Linked DNA regions of Salmo salar: region 1 is linked to region 2. The links are chromatin contacts, called in public Hi-C maps. All regions are on one chromosome and are shown on one strand. The core of a region is the stretch at or near the end of the contact, and the rest is flanking DNA. Distances in the headings are between cores, read along the strand shown. Region 1 overlaps LOC106562166 (leucine zipper protein 1). Region 2 holds the start of LOC106562166 (leucine zipper protein 1).

The links. A called contact is a pair of places that touch in the nucleus more often than the background predicts.
Region 1: a contact with region 2 is called in a Hi-C map of gill, with 2.1 times the contacts expected there. The contact joins the enhancer-like site here to the promoter of LOC106562166 in region 2. A contact is called at or near these places in 2 of 3 Hi-C or Micro-C datasets (gill and muscle).

The regions. Positions count from the first base shown.
Region 1 is chrssa01:12,913,430-12,920,784 of Ssal_v3.1, forward strand. It overlaps LOC106562166 (leucine zipper protein 1), which reads left to right. Exons shown (of 4, transcript XM_014126884.2): 2 at 6,257-7,355. The coding sequence starts at 6,492. Among protein-coding and RNA genes, the nearest start is that of LOC106562166, 44 kb to the left of the region's middle. Within about 2 kb of position 2,467, at least 2 of the 13 cell types and tissues checked have an H3K27ac peak or open chromatin away from gene starts, as enhancers often do. A contact at or near this core is called in gill, where this site is marked.
Region 2 is chrssa01:12,867,117-12,874,574 of Ssal_v3.1, forward strand. LOC106562166 (leucine zipper protein 1) reads left to right here and starts at 5,797. Exons shown (of 4, transcript XM_014126884.2): 1 at 5,797-6,030.

The DNA.
Region 1 (7,355 bases), core at 1,217-3,716, 43 kb after region 2:
TACGTTTTTTTTATCCGGGCGTGCAAATACTGCCCCCTAGCCCCAACAGGTTAGAGAAAACAACACTTTCTTCCTCGATGGTCTTCTACTGCCAGAGGGCTAGCTAGCAACAGGATAATGTTTTGGTTCTGTCTTTTGATGGCTAATATTGTTTCTGTTCAGTTGCCAGCCGTGCTGCTAGGGACTCTGAGTTATATTGGTGCTGTTTAAAGTCATGACCTTAATCAGGTCGTACATTTTGGAGGGACAGAATAATCTCTGGCATGAAAGCTGACGTGGCTCTTGTTATAAATCCCCCGTAAACCCCCTCTCCAAAGCTCCCCTGTACATACACTCTGTTTTCATCTCTCTTTTGCTTTCTCTTTTGCTCCATTTCTTACCCGCCTCTGTCGCTCACTCTCCTGCTTTTACTCAATGTCTGTCTCTGTGAGTGATATGCTGCTGGCAGATGGAGGCAGGGCCTGGGTGTATCTGTGCCTGGGCCTTGGCCATAGACATGGAACACAGCAGGGAGGCTGCATACCCAGATTTGTGGGACCCAGAAAAGGCTCTGTTTTGCTGGGGAGGTTTTGGAGGGGAGTGATGAGCCTGGGGCAAATACATTTCATCCCTGATCATTATAACCATGTAAGGACTTCACCAGGCTGTTTTTGTGTCTTTTTATTTCTTTGATTCTGCATTGGTCTGTAGCACGGACGGACCTGTGACGATGTGAAAGGAGAACTTATTTTGTACTTTTTTTTTCCTCTGAAAAGGCAAAGCGAATACTGTAACTAAGGCTGGCACAATTATTGTGTAACCGCGTAAACAATAATTATGGACTATAACCGGGAACTTAAAACAATCCTCTTAATGCATTTGTTTTAATAGAAGAGGGATTGAACTTTATATTCAAGTAGATATAGTTTACCCATTGGCAGTTTTTCACTTCTATATGAAGTGGGTAAATTTGATCCTTTTATGGGCAGAACGTGCATGGTCAGGAGGAGAAGCTTAAAACCATTCATTTCTGAGACTGGTGTGTCACTAAAGTTGTTGGATTCATTAGGTATGTCATAGCTCAAAACATGTTTTTACAATTAATAACCGTGGCTATTTGCATGACAATTAATCATTACCTAAAATTCCATAATCATTACAGCCCTAACTGCAACATTGCAGTTGTAACAATTGCTGACATTGCGCAATCAATATCGTTAAGGGACGTGTCCACTCTTGTCCCACCTACAGGCTGTTATCAAGTCTTGATTTTACCAGGAAGGAAAGAAGTAAACATGGTTGATTTGTCATTGATTTTCAGGTCCATCAAGTTTGTTTTATTCTGTCTGTTGGTCCATCCTTTAGTTAACCTGGCATATAACCAGGGACAGAAAAACATAGTTAAGTATTTGGCTCATTCACAGAAACATCTTGGATTTCCAGTAGGGTATGAGAAAGCCACAAAGACTTGACAGAAAGCTTGCAATTAAACACCTGAGTTGGTATTGATGTCAACCCAGAAAGGGGCATCTGCTTTGTCGCCATGTTGCTATGTGGTCAGACTAAATTTACTTAAGTATCAACATTCTTGAGCGACATTTTGTTTACACAGTATTACACCACATTTCTTTACTCATACTAAGCAGTCATTTCTCCCATTTCTCAAGAAGGAAAGCAAAGAACATGTATTTAGTTTTTGTTGTCCAATTTCAGTTCCCTTTTATGAACTGCTACTACAGGCTTTCAGTTTGAGTTGTGGCTCTATTGAAACGTCAAACTTCCTTTCATTTATTTAACATTTTTTTGCCACAAAAAAAGAAAGCAAGGAAAAGTGACATGACAGGAAACGACAGAACCGAACATTATAGGATGGTTTTCTTTCTTGGAAAAACAAAAAAAATGCAGCACAGGCATCAGGTTGCCGCCATCTTGTGGCTTCCGCTGGCCTGCCAGTATCCAGAAGCACAACTGAGGACAGCCAAGAGGCCCACAGTTTGAGTCCTCAGTGTCTAAGCTAATATTACAGACACAGAGACAGACAGACCATCTAAAGATGAGGTTGAAGCCATTGTCATTGGCAAGGGGCACCGAGCCGACGGTTATTAACAAATGTTTACGAGGAATAAGAACCCGAGTCTAGACTTCCAAATAAGGTTGCACTATTCAAGAAACTTTCAATAAATTCCCTGGTTTGCCCAAAATCCTGGTTGGAGGATCCCGGAATCAGGAGGGAATAACCAGGGAATCTGGATCCTCCAACCAGGATTTCTAGAAAACCAAAGAATTTATTGAAAGTTCCCGGAATTCTGCAACCCTACTTCAAGTGCAGGAGAAAGTTGTCCTTTTTTTCTCTTTCTATTCTTCCCTCTTTCATGGAGGGAACAGAATGTACTGGGAGCTGCAGGCAGGAAGAGTAGCTAAGGCCCTAATGATATGGTGCATGATTGTAACCTTGGTACAGCACAGCGGCCCACTTTAGTTCACCGGTGGCTGGGAGTGCTTTCTCTTCCAAAACGCTTTGGCGTCATTGGCGGCAGTACCCGATCTGGCCCCTCTCTCTCACTCGTCTCTCACTACTCCTCTCACTTTTTTTCTCTGTCCCTTTCCTGGTCTTGATGACGCTCTCTTGCTCCTCCAGTTTCGGTTTCTTGTGTGTTTTCTACTCCCCAATTCTATCTTTTATAATCTCTCTGTCCTGTTCCCTCACTCTTGTACTCACTGGCTTGTTTTCACTTTTGGGTGTAAGCAGCCGCCTCTGATTCCAAAGGTAGCATGTTCAAATCCAGCATATAGAAAGTTAACCATTTTGGAGTTAACTCCAAATTTTTAAGGTTAGGCATTAATGCCCAAACATAACCTTAAACATTCAGAGTTAATGTCTGAACTTAAACACTTTGAAATTTGGAATAAATTTAACGTTTTGAGAAACATGGATGAACATCTAATTTTGATCTGAGACTGTGAGAGCTTGTAGTGGAGAGTCAGTGCAGATGGTCAGTCCAGTTCAAGTGTTCAGCAGTCTTGTAGATACCAACAGGCTCGGAGACAGTTTCTATCAGACCTCATGCTCCGATACCATCTGCCCGACGGTAAGGGAGTGAACAAATAAAATAAAGCATTTGGTCACACGTATTTAGCAGATGTTATTGCGTATGTAGCAAAATGCTTGTGGCTGGGTTGTGTAGGTTCCTTGATGATGCTGAGACGGTCTTGTATTGGTTAGAAAATTGCCCTAGTGATGTACTGGGCCATCTTCACCACCCGCTGAAGGGCTTTTTGGCAGTTGCTCGGTGCCCCCTTCCCCATAGCTCCCATGCCGTGACCTTATTCATCTCAATGACAGTAATTAGAGTTAAAAAGGAGGTGAGATGATAAGTTATGCACTTCCCCTCCAGATTTTAGGAAATGGAGGGAGCCTAAGCGGGAGCTGAGTACAGGTGACCTATTTTCAACTTTTTTCCTTTTTCCTCTGTTGTTCACGGTGCAGAGTACAGTAGAGAAGCAAGTTCTGGACATGTTTTTCTAGAAGGGTTGTGAGAATGCATTTCCGGTCAATGTCGATACATTGACCGGAAATGACTCTGTCAATCAAATGCCCGGCACAGTAAGGATGCTCGTTCTGTCTGTCCCTCACAGGCGCCCATCCCTCTTGCTGCAGTGCTTTGGTTGGTTCTGAACAGACACATTTGTGAGGAATGTGCTCAGGAATACTGGCATTTGTCGCTGCCCCCCTCCAGGTTTTTCATAATCGACAAACACAGCAAAGTTTTCTCGGAAATGAAATGGGGTGTTCCTTTGTCTCACCACCACCTCCTTCCAAACCTGTTCTTGCCCAAACAACTCCACACCTGTGGCATTGTGCCATGATAATGAAGACACTTTTTGTGATAACATTCGAGCAATCATTTAGAATGCTTGGCATTTGGCACAGGCATCTAGAGAAGCCAACATATGAAAGGGTGTAGCTCCTCTCGTTCCTCGTGGGTACCCAGGGGTGTGCAGTCTTGTGGTTTCACGTTGTGCCTGAGACTCATTTCTTTGCCCCTCCATTGGACTGGCATGATGCAGCTAATGAGGCCATGGCTCTGATGAGCGTAGGTATGTTGATTGCCTTGGCAGAGGTCGCCGTGTCAGAGTCGCTTTGCACGCACTGCTGGTTCTGAAGTCTTTCGCTGGCACGGTTGGCATGCGTGTCTAAGAGAGGAGGCAGGGACCGACCTGGCACCGCGATTGGGGGGGCGAGCACGCGCGACTGCCAAGATGGGAGTCCGGCCCCTGGGGCCATTTGGACCAGGCCTGGACCGAGATCGGATTACTTTCATCTGTCCTGACCCGAGAGACTTGACTTTATGAGAGATGCTCAAGAGGGAATGGCATCAGTGAATACCAGACTTAACAGGTAATGTTAAATGAGAGTAAATTTGTTTTATTTCATAAGGTGTTTTGGCACAGGACAGGCAGTTCTCGGAACCCTTGCTAATACGTTGTGCCTTATTTTCAATTTGAAAGCTAAAATTATTTTATAGACTCCCAACAATCCCTAAAAGATTACAAAACCGCCAGACCTCATGAAAGAGGAGAATAATTAAACCTCGGTAGCGAAATGCTTTGATTTTAAAATGTGATGTTTTATGAAATAATCATTGCCATATTTACACTATGGGAATGTTGGAACAAGCCATTTAATGAAATGTGGGCGGAGTGGTTGTGGAGCATTACACAAAATGAGAAAAAAAATTGGTCTCTGTTGAAATGGGCCTTTTTTAATACGTTTTACAGTAAGCCAACATTCAAAAGACAGATGGAAGGATTCAAGTTAGGCCTAAGAGTGTTACTCCTAAGGGTTATTGTAGTGTGATGACTAGTTTGTTGGATAAAAGGCATTCACGGGTTTTCGTCATTGACCTTGTGGGATTCACAAACTCAATCCCTCTAGTATTCATTTTTCTCTACTACTAAGTTCAGCCCTCTTATTTTGACATATCACTTTCCTTCTGGCTCCCTTACTGTTAGGAACAGCTGTGCTTTTAGAAAGGCTAATTGAATCGGGAGGAGGGGGCGCAAAGGAAAGGTATGGATGTGGGTTCTGTGGAGTCGATAAGTGATTGTGTGCGCAGATGACGTCCGCTCCTAGTTCGATATTCCCAGTGGGGGAGGGGATATGGTTTTAGACAAGCACCTGAGTCATGCATAGGAGGAAAGCATCAACGATTAGATTTATACATGACGTGCTGCCTGACAAGCTGGTTCTTTGTGTTAATGTTCCGCATTACCATCATCAGAGAGGGTTACCATTACCAGGTGCCTGTTCAGTCCACCAGGGGGTTACCAGGTGCCTGTTCAGTAGTTTTGTGTAGGTTTCATATTCATATTTCATATTAACAGTGCTGTTGTAAATGGTAATAGGTTGAGGACTAATGTCCCCATTTTATAGTTTGAACATCCAATAGAAAAGGACGCCTGCTGATATTCCTGGTCTGCCTGTGAAATATGGACTGTTTTTATCTATGTTGTCCTAATCGTGAGTGGTGTGTAGCAATGCCCTATGGCCGTTGCTGTCAGCAGAAACGCCAGTGAGAAATCAATGCTGGGACATTGGAGGCAGCAGGATGCAAGAAGTTGGGAGTAGTGTTCTTTTGAATGCTACCATCCAGTCTCCAGTGTCCTTAAGAGAAGGCAAGGTGAAATGTATCCTCGTAGAATTGCAGTTGGAGCATATTTTTAACTTCCATGGTCTGTCAGTTTGGTTGTCGTGATCTTGTTAATCTTCAGTCTAGGTTACTGTGTACATTTGACTATATGAGCACCTGCATGTGTGTACGTGCAGAATTATGTTGCTGCTCTTCTCACCCATCTGCTGGTCCTTTGCGTTATGTTGTGTATTTGTCTGGGCCCAGCTCTTCTCATGGTTTGTGTTGCAGTAATCGGGCGTAACTGTGAAATCAATTACAGGCAAACCAGCCCTCTCACTGTCTCTCTCGCACTCCCTGTTTCTCTCTCTCTCTCTCTCTCTCTCCCTATCGCTCTTTCTCCCTCTCTGAGCTACACGCTTTCACCATATTCAGGCCTCTTTTTTACATCTCAGCAAACTGGACTTAATTATGTTAGTGTGTGATGCCTGCTAATGAATGTAGAAAATGTAGGGAATTACTTGTTACGTGTTATTTCTCAAGTTACTTTCAGTTTTGCTAATACTCAATGACATTTGGGTCAGTGAGTAATAATTCAATACTGTGGTGAATTCTGTTATAACTCTGTTCCTTTTTTTCTCTCTCAGATGATCGACACCCATGTTGACCATCAAGCTGAGGGAAGTTGAAGGAATAAGACCCAACCAAAGGAAAAAGGGAGAAGACATTGTGGGGAAAGGATAAAGGGACTGGACACAACCCATCATTATAAGCTTGTGACATTTTAACCAGAGAAGGATTGCCATACAAATGTGGACCTCCCAAAAAGTGTTCAAATAATTTCCCCTTTGCATCAAGAGGACAACAGCAATAATCTCTGCAATGTCTGAAAACAAAGACATAACGAGTCGCCACCTGCAGCACAAGCTGCAGAGCCTGGGGCGACGGCTGGACGAGCTTGAGGAGGCCACCAACAAGCTCCAGAAGTCAGAAGATGAGCTGCTCGATCTGCAGGACAAGATCATCCAGGCAGAGGGCAGCAACTCCTCCATGCTGGGCGACGTTGAGGGACTGCGCAAGCGCCTGCTAAAGATTGAAGGCAAGGACGAGGAGGTGTGCAAGGCAGAGGACCTCTGCCGTACGGTGCGGGAGAAACTGGAGGAGGAGGAGAGCTTGACCCAGGACCTCAAGTCTGAGATTGAGTGCCTGCAGAGGAGAATGGCTGAGCTGGAGAAGTTGGAAGAGGCCTTCAGCAAGAGCAAGTCGGACTGCAGCCAGCTGTACCTCAGTCTCAACGAGGAGAAGAATCTGACCCGGAAGCTATCCTCAGAGCTGGAGGCCCTCAAGGACCGTGTGAAGGAAGTGGACACGTCAGAGGTAAGGCTGGACCGGGCAGAGCTGTTCCTGGCAGGGGAGCTGGAGAAGCTCAAGGGCCTCACTCAGACTTTTGTGAGTGAGAGGAAGAGACTCCTGGAGAAGCAAAAGGAGGATGAGAAGCTTATACTAAAACTGACAGAAAAGCTGGAGCGTCAGAACAGGATTGACCCGGTAGATCCCAGACGCATTGAAGACGACCTCTCATCCGGCCTGACCGGCAAGCTGGGGCGCAAGAAGAGCCTGGACTACCTGAAACTGGGCGACGACTTTGGGCTAAGGAACAAGTCAGAGAATGAGAAGAACAGACTTGATGGCCAAGAAGACAACAAAGTCAAGGAACTCACCCAGGAAGTGGAGAGGCTGAAGAAC
Region 2 (7,458 bases), core at 4,547-7,046:
ACTCCTGCTGCTCCTTCCTCTTCCGCCGCTTGGTCCTGGTTTGGTGGGTAATTCTGTAACGGCTGTCTGAGGAAGAAGTGGACCAAAATGCGGCGGAGTTAGGGTTCGTCATATTTAATTCAACAAACACTATACAATTTACAAAACAACAAAACTGACAGCCAACACAGTCCTGTCAGGTGCAACCACAATGACAAGAACAATTACCCACGAAACACAAAGAAAACGTAGGCAACTTATGTGTGACTCCCAATCAACCACAACTCTCTACAGCTGTGCCTGATTGGAAGTCACACGGCCAAAATCAATGAAACAATAACAAACACACACTCCCTTCTGCCACGTCCTGACCCAACTACACCCTCTACTGGTCAGGACGTGACACACGAAATACAAAAACCTCAAAAATGCAATAATTTCAATTTTTCAAACATACGACTATTTTACACCATTTTAAAGATAAGACTCTCGTTAATCTAACCACATTGTCCGATTTCAAAAAGGCTTTACAGCGAAAGCAAAACATTAGATTATGTTAGGAGAGTACATAGACCAAAATAATCACACAGCCATTTTCCAAGCAAGCATATATGTCACAAAAACCCAAAACACAGCTAAATGAAGCACTAACCTTTGATGATCTTCATCAGATGACACACCTAGGACATTATGTTATACAATACATGTATGTTTTGTTCAATCAAGTTCATATTTATATCCAAAAACAGCTTTTTACATTGGCGTGTGATGTTCAGAACGTGTATTCCCACCAAAAACTTTCGGTGAATTTACAAAATTACTCATCATAAATGTTGACAAAATACATAACAATTATTTTAAGAATTATAGATACAGAACTCCTTTATGCAATCGCTATGTCAGATTTTAAAATAGCTTTTCGGCGAAAGCACATTTTTCGATATTCTGAGTACATAGCTCAGCCATCACGGCTAGCTATTTTGACACCCGCCAAGTTCGGGGCAAACTAAACTCAGAATTAGTATGAGAAATATTGTATTATCTTTGCTGATCTTCGTCAGAATGCACTCCCAGGACTGCTACTTCCACAAGAAATGTTGTTTTTGTTCCAAATAATCCATAGTTATGTCCAAATACCTCCGTTTTGTTCGTGCGTTCAGGTCACTATCCAAAGGGTAATGAGCGAGCGCATTTTGAGACAAAAAAGTCAAAATGTTCCATTACCGTACTTAGAAGCATGTCAAACGCTGTTTAAAATCAATTTTTATGGTATTTTTCTCGTAAAATAGCAATATTATTCCAACCGGACAATAGTGTATTCATTCAAAGAGGAAAAGAAAAAACAGCGTGCACGCGGGAACACGCATATCCAATCTCTTTGTCCCCAGGCAGACCACTGAGAAACTCAGCTACTATACTCTGCCCAGAGACAGGAGACGGCTCAATCCGCTTTCTGAAGGCTTTAGACTGCCAATGGAAGCCTTAGAAAGTGCTACGTAACCCCACAGATACTGTAGTTTCGATAGAGAATCAAAAGAAGAACTACAAATTCTCAGACAGGCCACTTCCTGCTTGGAATTTTCTCAGGTTTTTGCCTGCCATATGAGTTCTGTTATACTCACAGACACCATTCAAACAGTTTTAGAAACTTCAGAGTGTTTTCTATCCAAATCTACTGATAATATGCATATTCTCGTTTCTGGGCAAGGTTAGTAACCAGTTTAAATCGGGTAAGTTTTTTATCCGGCCGTGAAAATACTGCCCCCTATCCTAAACAGGTTTTAACTAGGCAAGTCAGTTAAGAACAAATTCTTATTTACAATGACGGCCTAGGAACATTGGGTTAACTGCCTTGTTCAGGAGCAGAACGACAGATTTTTACCTAGTCAGCTCGGGGATTCAATCTAGCAACCTTTCGGTTACTGGCCCAACACTCTAACCACCGCCCCACAATGGTATTCTATGTTTTTGCTCTACAACCCCCACAAGTGTTACGCCCTCCTCTGAAGGTAACCAATAACGGTTTTAAAAATAGAATGAAGGTCTGGAGGTGGTTTTGTGACTAAATATGTCAAAAAAATAAGATATATTTCTTGAGCTTTCTTTTATATATACATATTATATATATATATATATATATATATATATATATATATATATATATATATATATATATATTGAATGTGGTATTGCAACAAGAACATATATATATATATATATATATATATATATATATACATACATACATACATACACACACACATACACACACACATACATACATACATACATACATACATACATACATACATACATATATATATATATATATATATATACATACATATATATACATACATACATATATATATATATATACATATATATATATACATATATATATACATATATATACATATATATGTATATATATGTATATATGTATATATGTATATATATATATATGTATATATATATGACCAAAACTACTCTTTCCCATAGGCTTGCACTATTTATAATATGACAGCATCCACTTTGAGAAGCAACTTCTTGCTGAAGCCCTCCTTCCATTGTTAATTAATGTTGAAGTTCTCAAGCATGAAATGTGCCCTGCAGATTGATGAGTAGATACCCCATTTGCCCGCCTCATTCACACAAATGTATCCCACTTTCTTTTTTTTTTTTTACATTTTATTGTGTGATGCTGACCGAGGGGCGTTGTGGGATTGTTTCTGAAGTTAGAGCTGATTTGAAGAAAACCTCAAACCCAACTTTTACAACAACATCATAATGTTTGTAATTTGGGAATGTTTTCTTGTGGTGCTCTAAGTTACTATTATATACGTTTCTGGCATTGAGAAATGGTGCTACAAAACTTTTTTAAATCTTCTTCTCATGGACTAAAATTAAGATTCCCCCCAAAATGTGGTCTTTGGACTCATCAAAATAGTCCCTTAAGAGTTTAAAAAAATAATGTTGATGCATTCAAAAATGGCCACACTATACCAGTAGATGTTTATTAGCACATACGCTAATATGCTAAAAATACTTGAACAATCTTCTTCTCATGAACCATAGGCGCAAATGACACCAACTTTGGAATGTAGGCCCATGGTACATGTCTTAGATTAGTTTGGGATTGGTCAAAAGATGGCAGAGTTATTGACAAATCAGAAAATCTGATTTTATATGTTCTTTTAAACCTCTGTAAATCCACTCAACAGTGGCCTATCAACTTGAAACTTGTGATCGCTTTCATGGACTTCCCGAAGATAAACCACACTGAATGTGGTATTGCAATCTCATAAAAAAAAGGAAACTATATGCATTCTTTGCATGTGTAACGCTAATGCTGAAAATCATCTTCTCCTCATGAACCATACGTCAGATTCACTCCAAATCTTGTATTTAGACTCATGACTGCACATAGAGGAAGGGAGTGCTAACTTATCTGTCACCCTGTGAACCCCGTTCTTTTCTTTTCGCTAAAAAAGTAGTGTGTAGTTAGCTACACAGCTACATGGCTAAAAAGTAATAAACTACTGAAAACACTACAAAGATAAACATTTAGTTCAGCTACCACCAAGCTACTGCAAAATGTAGTTAAATTACTAGTTGAACTACATGTAGTTCCATACTCTCCATGGTCCTCTTTTGGGTCCAGATTGCTTAGCACTGTAAATAAATATATAGATACAGTACCAGTCAAACGTTTGAACATACCTACTCATTCAAGGGTTTTTCTTTATTTTTACTATTTTCTACATTGTAAAATAAGAGTGAATACATCAAAACTATGAAATAACACATATGGAATCATGTAGTAACCAAAAAAAGTGTTAAAGAAATCAAAATATATTTTAGATTCTTCAAAGTAGCCATCCTTTGCCTTGATGACAAATTTGCACACTCTTGGCATTCTCTCAACCAGCTTCACCTGGAATGCTTTTCCAACAGTTTGAAGGAGTTCCCACATATGCTGTGCACCTGTTGGCTGCTTTTCCTTCACTCTGCAGTCCAACTCATCCCAAACCATCTCATTTGGGTTAAGGCCGGGTGATTGTGGAGGCCAGGTCATCTGATGCAGCACCATCACACTCCTTCTTGGTCAAATAGCCCTTACACAGCCTGGAGGTGTGTTTTGGGTCATTGTCCTGTTGAAAAACAAATTATAGTCCCACTAAGCGCAAACTAGATGGGATGGCGTATCGCTGCAGAGTGCTGTGGTAGCCATGCTGGTTAAGTGTGCCTTGAATTCTAAATATATCACAGACAGTGTCACAGGCAAAACACCCCCAAACCATCACACCTCCTCCTCCATGCTTCATGGTGGGAACCACACATGCGGAGATCATCCGTTCACCTATTCTACATCTCACAAAGACACGACGGTTGGAAAATCTCAAAGTTGGACTCATCAGACCAAAGGACAGATTTCCATCGGTCTAATGTCCATTGCTTGTGTTTCTTGGCCCAAGCAAGTCTCTTCTTATTATTGATGTCCTTTAGTAGTGGTTTCTTTACAGCAATTCGACCATGAAGACCATGAACTTATCCTCTGCAGCAGAGGTAACTCTGGGTCTTTCTTTCTTGTGGCGGTCCTCATGAGAGCCAGTTTCATCATAGCGCTTGATGGTTTTTGCAACTGCAAAAAGTTATTGAAATTCTCTGCATTAACTGACCTTCATGTCTTAAAGTAATGATGGACTGTCGTTTCTCTTTGCTTATTTGAGCTGTTCTTGCCATAATATGGACTTGGTCTTTTACCAAATAGGGCTATCTTCTGTGTACCACCCCTACCTTGTCACAACACAACTGATTGGGTCAAACACATTAAAAAGGAAAGAAATTCCACAAATTAACTTTAACAAGGCACACCTGTTAATTGAAATGCATTCCAGGTGACTACCTCATGAAGCTGGTTGAGAGAATGCCAAGCTTGTGCAAAGCTGTCATCAAAGCAAAAGGTGGCTATTTTGAAGATAGATTTGTTTAACACTTTTTTGGGTACTACATGATTCCATATGTGTTATTTCATAGTTGTGTCTTCACTATTATTCTACAATGTAGAAAATAGTAAAAATAAAGAAAATCCTTAAATGAGTAGGTGTGTCCAAACTTTTGACTGGTACTGTATATATATATATATATATATATATATATATATATATATGTGTGTGTGTTTTATTGTCACATATACCAAATATGTGCAGTGAAATGTGTTGTTTTACAGGGTCAGCCATATTATTACGGTGCCCCTGGAGCAAATTAGGAGTAAGTGCCTTGCTCAAGGGCACATCGACAGGTATTCAAACCAGTGACCTTCCGGTTACTGGCCTGACAGACTAACCGCTAGGCTACATGCTGCCCTGTACTGCAACAACTTGCTGTGAGATATTAGCCAGTACAGGGGGAGTTATTACATAGGGACCTAAGGGACCCTATTTATGGAAACAGCCTAATCCTCTTCCCAAAAACCAGATACAAATATTTGTATCCTTTCATAAAATAAATTGTTTTATTATATGATATACCATATTGTCCATTGACAGGCCAAATTCAGTCAAGTTTTTTCTGCAAAGTTTTCTGAAACGGCTGACTTCCTTAGGTTACATTCTCTTTACTGCTCTGACATTCTTTTTTTAGGTCATTGCAATGTGCGGAAACCTACGCTCTAATATTCCGAGGCTCATGTCATTTTCTCTCTGAATTCGACATGTTTCGTTCTACGTCCATGAGAGGCGGGACTCTACAGCAGGGTAGGGCGTTCTTGCTGCGGTCAGACCCAGACTCGTCACACAAGGGGTGGGTCATCCGGCGCAAAGGAAAACCCACCTTTTTCATTGTTAGGGACAAGGTGGAATGTGTTGGTTTGATCCTACAGCTCAGGCGGGGAATAGAGGGAAGAAACAACGAACGCAGTTAAGTAGGAAAAAAAGCTTTCTCCCGCTGGTGTACCAGAAATAACTTGTGTCTTTGGTTCAAACCTAGTCATCTTATCGGCACTAACCGAATGAATTTGGGGACTATCGCAGATTCTCTCATCGCAAGGTAGGTGAACTAGCTATTGTTTTGATCAATGTAAAACTACACATATTACTATATGGAAACATTTAACTGTGCTAGGATGCTGTAACTTCCTGAGTTCGACACGGGAAGACTCCGAACTGCGGCAAGTTTTGACCCCTCCTCCCCCTGCTCTTCTGCTGGCGCAGCCAAAAGGAAGCCTCCACGAAACACCAGACTGCGGTTAAAAACCTGGGCCACGTTCAGTAGGAAAACGGGGTGGAATGTTGCAGAAATAAAATATAACGACGAATAGAACTGACGTGATTCCATATTCATCAAGTCAAACATGTTTGTCCAGTGGTACATATTTCCATAGCCAGGTATTTGCATATTACTGTCTGAACTTTCTACAACGTTGTGTCCTGCTGAGCGGCCAGGTGGCTAAATTGTGTAACAGTTTGAATTTTTCCTCGTTCGTAGCTAGCTAGTTGACCGTTTCAAAATATTACGAATAGCTAGGCTACTTTTGCGTTCAGTGGCGACGTAACGTTACCGCTATCTGGACGGTATGTTGGGGGTTTCTGAACTGGACATTTTATGTTTTCCTCGAGAACAATGTATCCCGATAGAACGATTTCTTGAAATGAATTCGCAACACTATTAACCACCCACCTTAACACAAATCGAAAAAGTCCACTTTTTTTCTTAGTCAACTACACAGTCCACTGTCACCTTAAATATTTAGTAGCCTAAAGTAGGCCGCTTTTTTTACAGGTCAACTGTCAAGGTAAATAACGATTGCAAGATGGCAGTAAAAACCCTTTCTATATTGATACTTGACAGATAATCTTTTAGCTGGCTCCCAGGTAGTCTGTGTTGACACAGCCATGGGTAAGGTCCTTCAACTTGATCTCTATGGATAAATCATCAAATGCATTTAGGTCAATGCTGAAATTGTGAATACAGCAGGGAATGAACAGCCTGATACAATTGGAGATTGCAAAAATAATGCCAACAATCAAGGCAAAGATCCACTTGACATGGGAAGGGAGTTTCCCCAAAGATAGCTAGTTTTAATTTCACTGCACCAATATGGAAATTGGGCAGTGTTACAGAAATCTGCAGGTCTCATCAAAGTGAACACCTAATGGCTGAGAATCCTTTTAACACAGTACATTTGGATAGTCAAGCTTGATTTGCCCTCCTGTTGCCTCATGTTGGTGCGTGGAAGCAGGTCAGGTAGTGCTAGGTATCTACAGCCAAGCCAGTAGGGGCTGGAAATTACAGTGAGCTTTGTTTGGTCAATAGCAACATGATGTCGCAGAGTATTTGCATAAAGTCCAGCTTTCCCCAATTTTGGTCCCACTCTTTTCACATTCCGTCGCCCAATGGTCTCCCGCCCACTTTGCTTCAGTTGTTGGCTCCGTTGTTTCATTGCCCCAACGTTCTAGGTGGATTTCCGGTGAAACA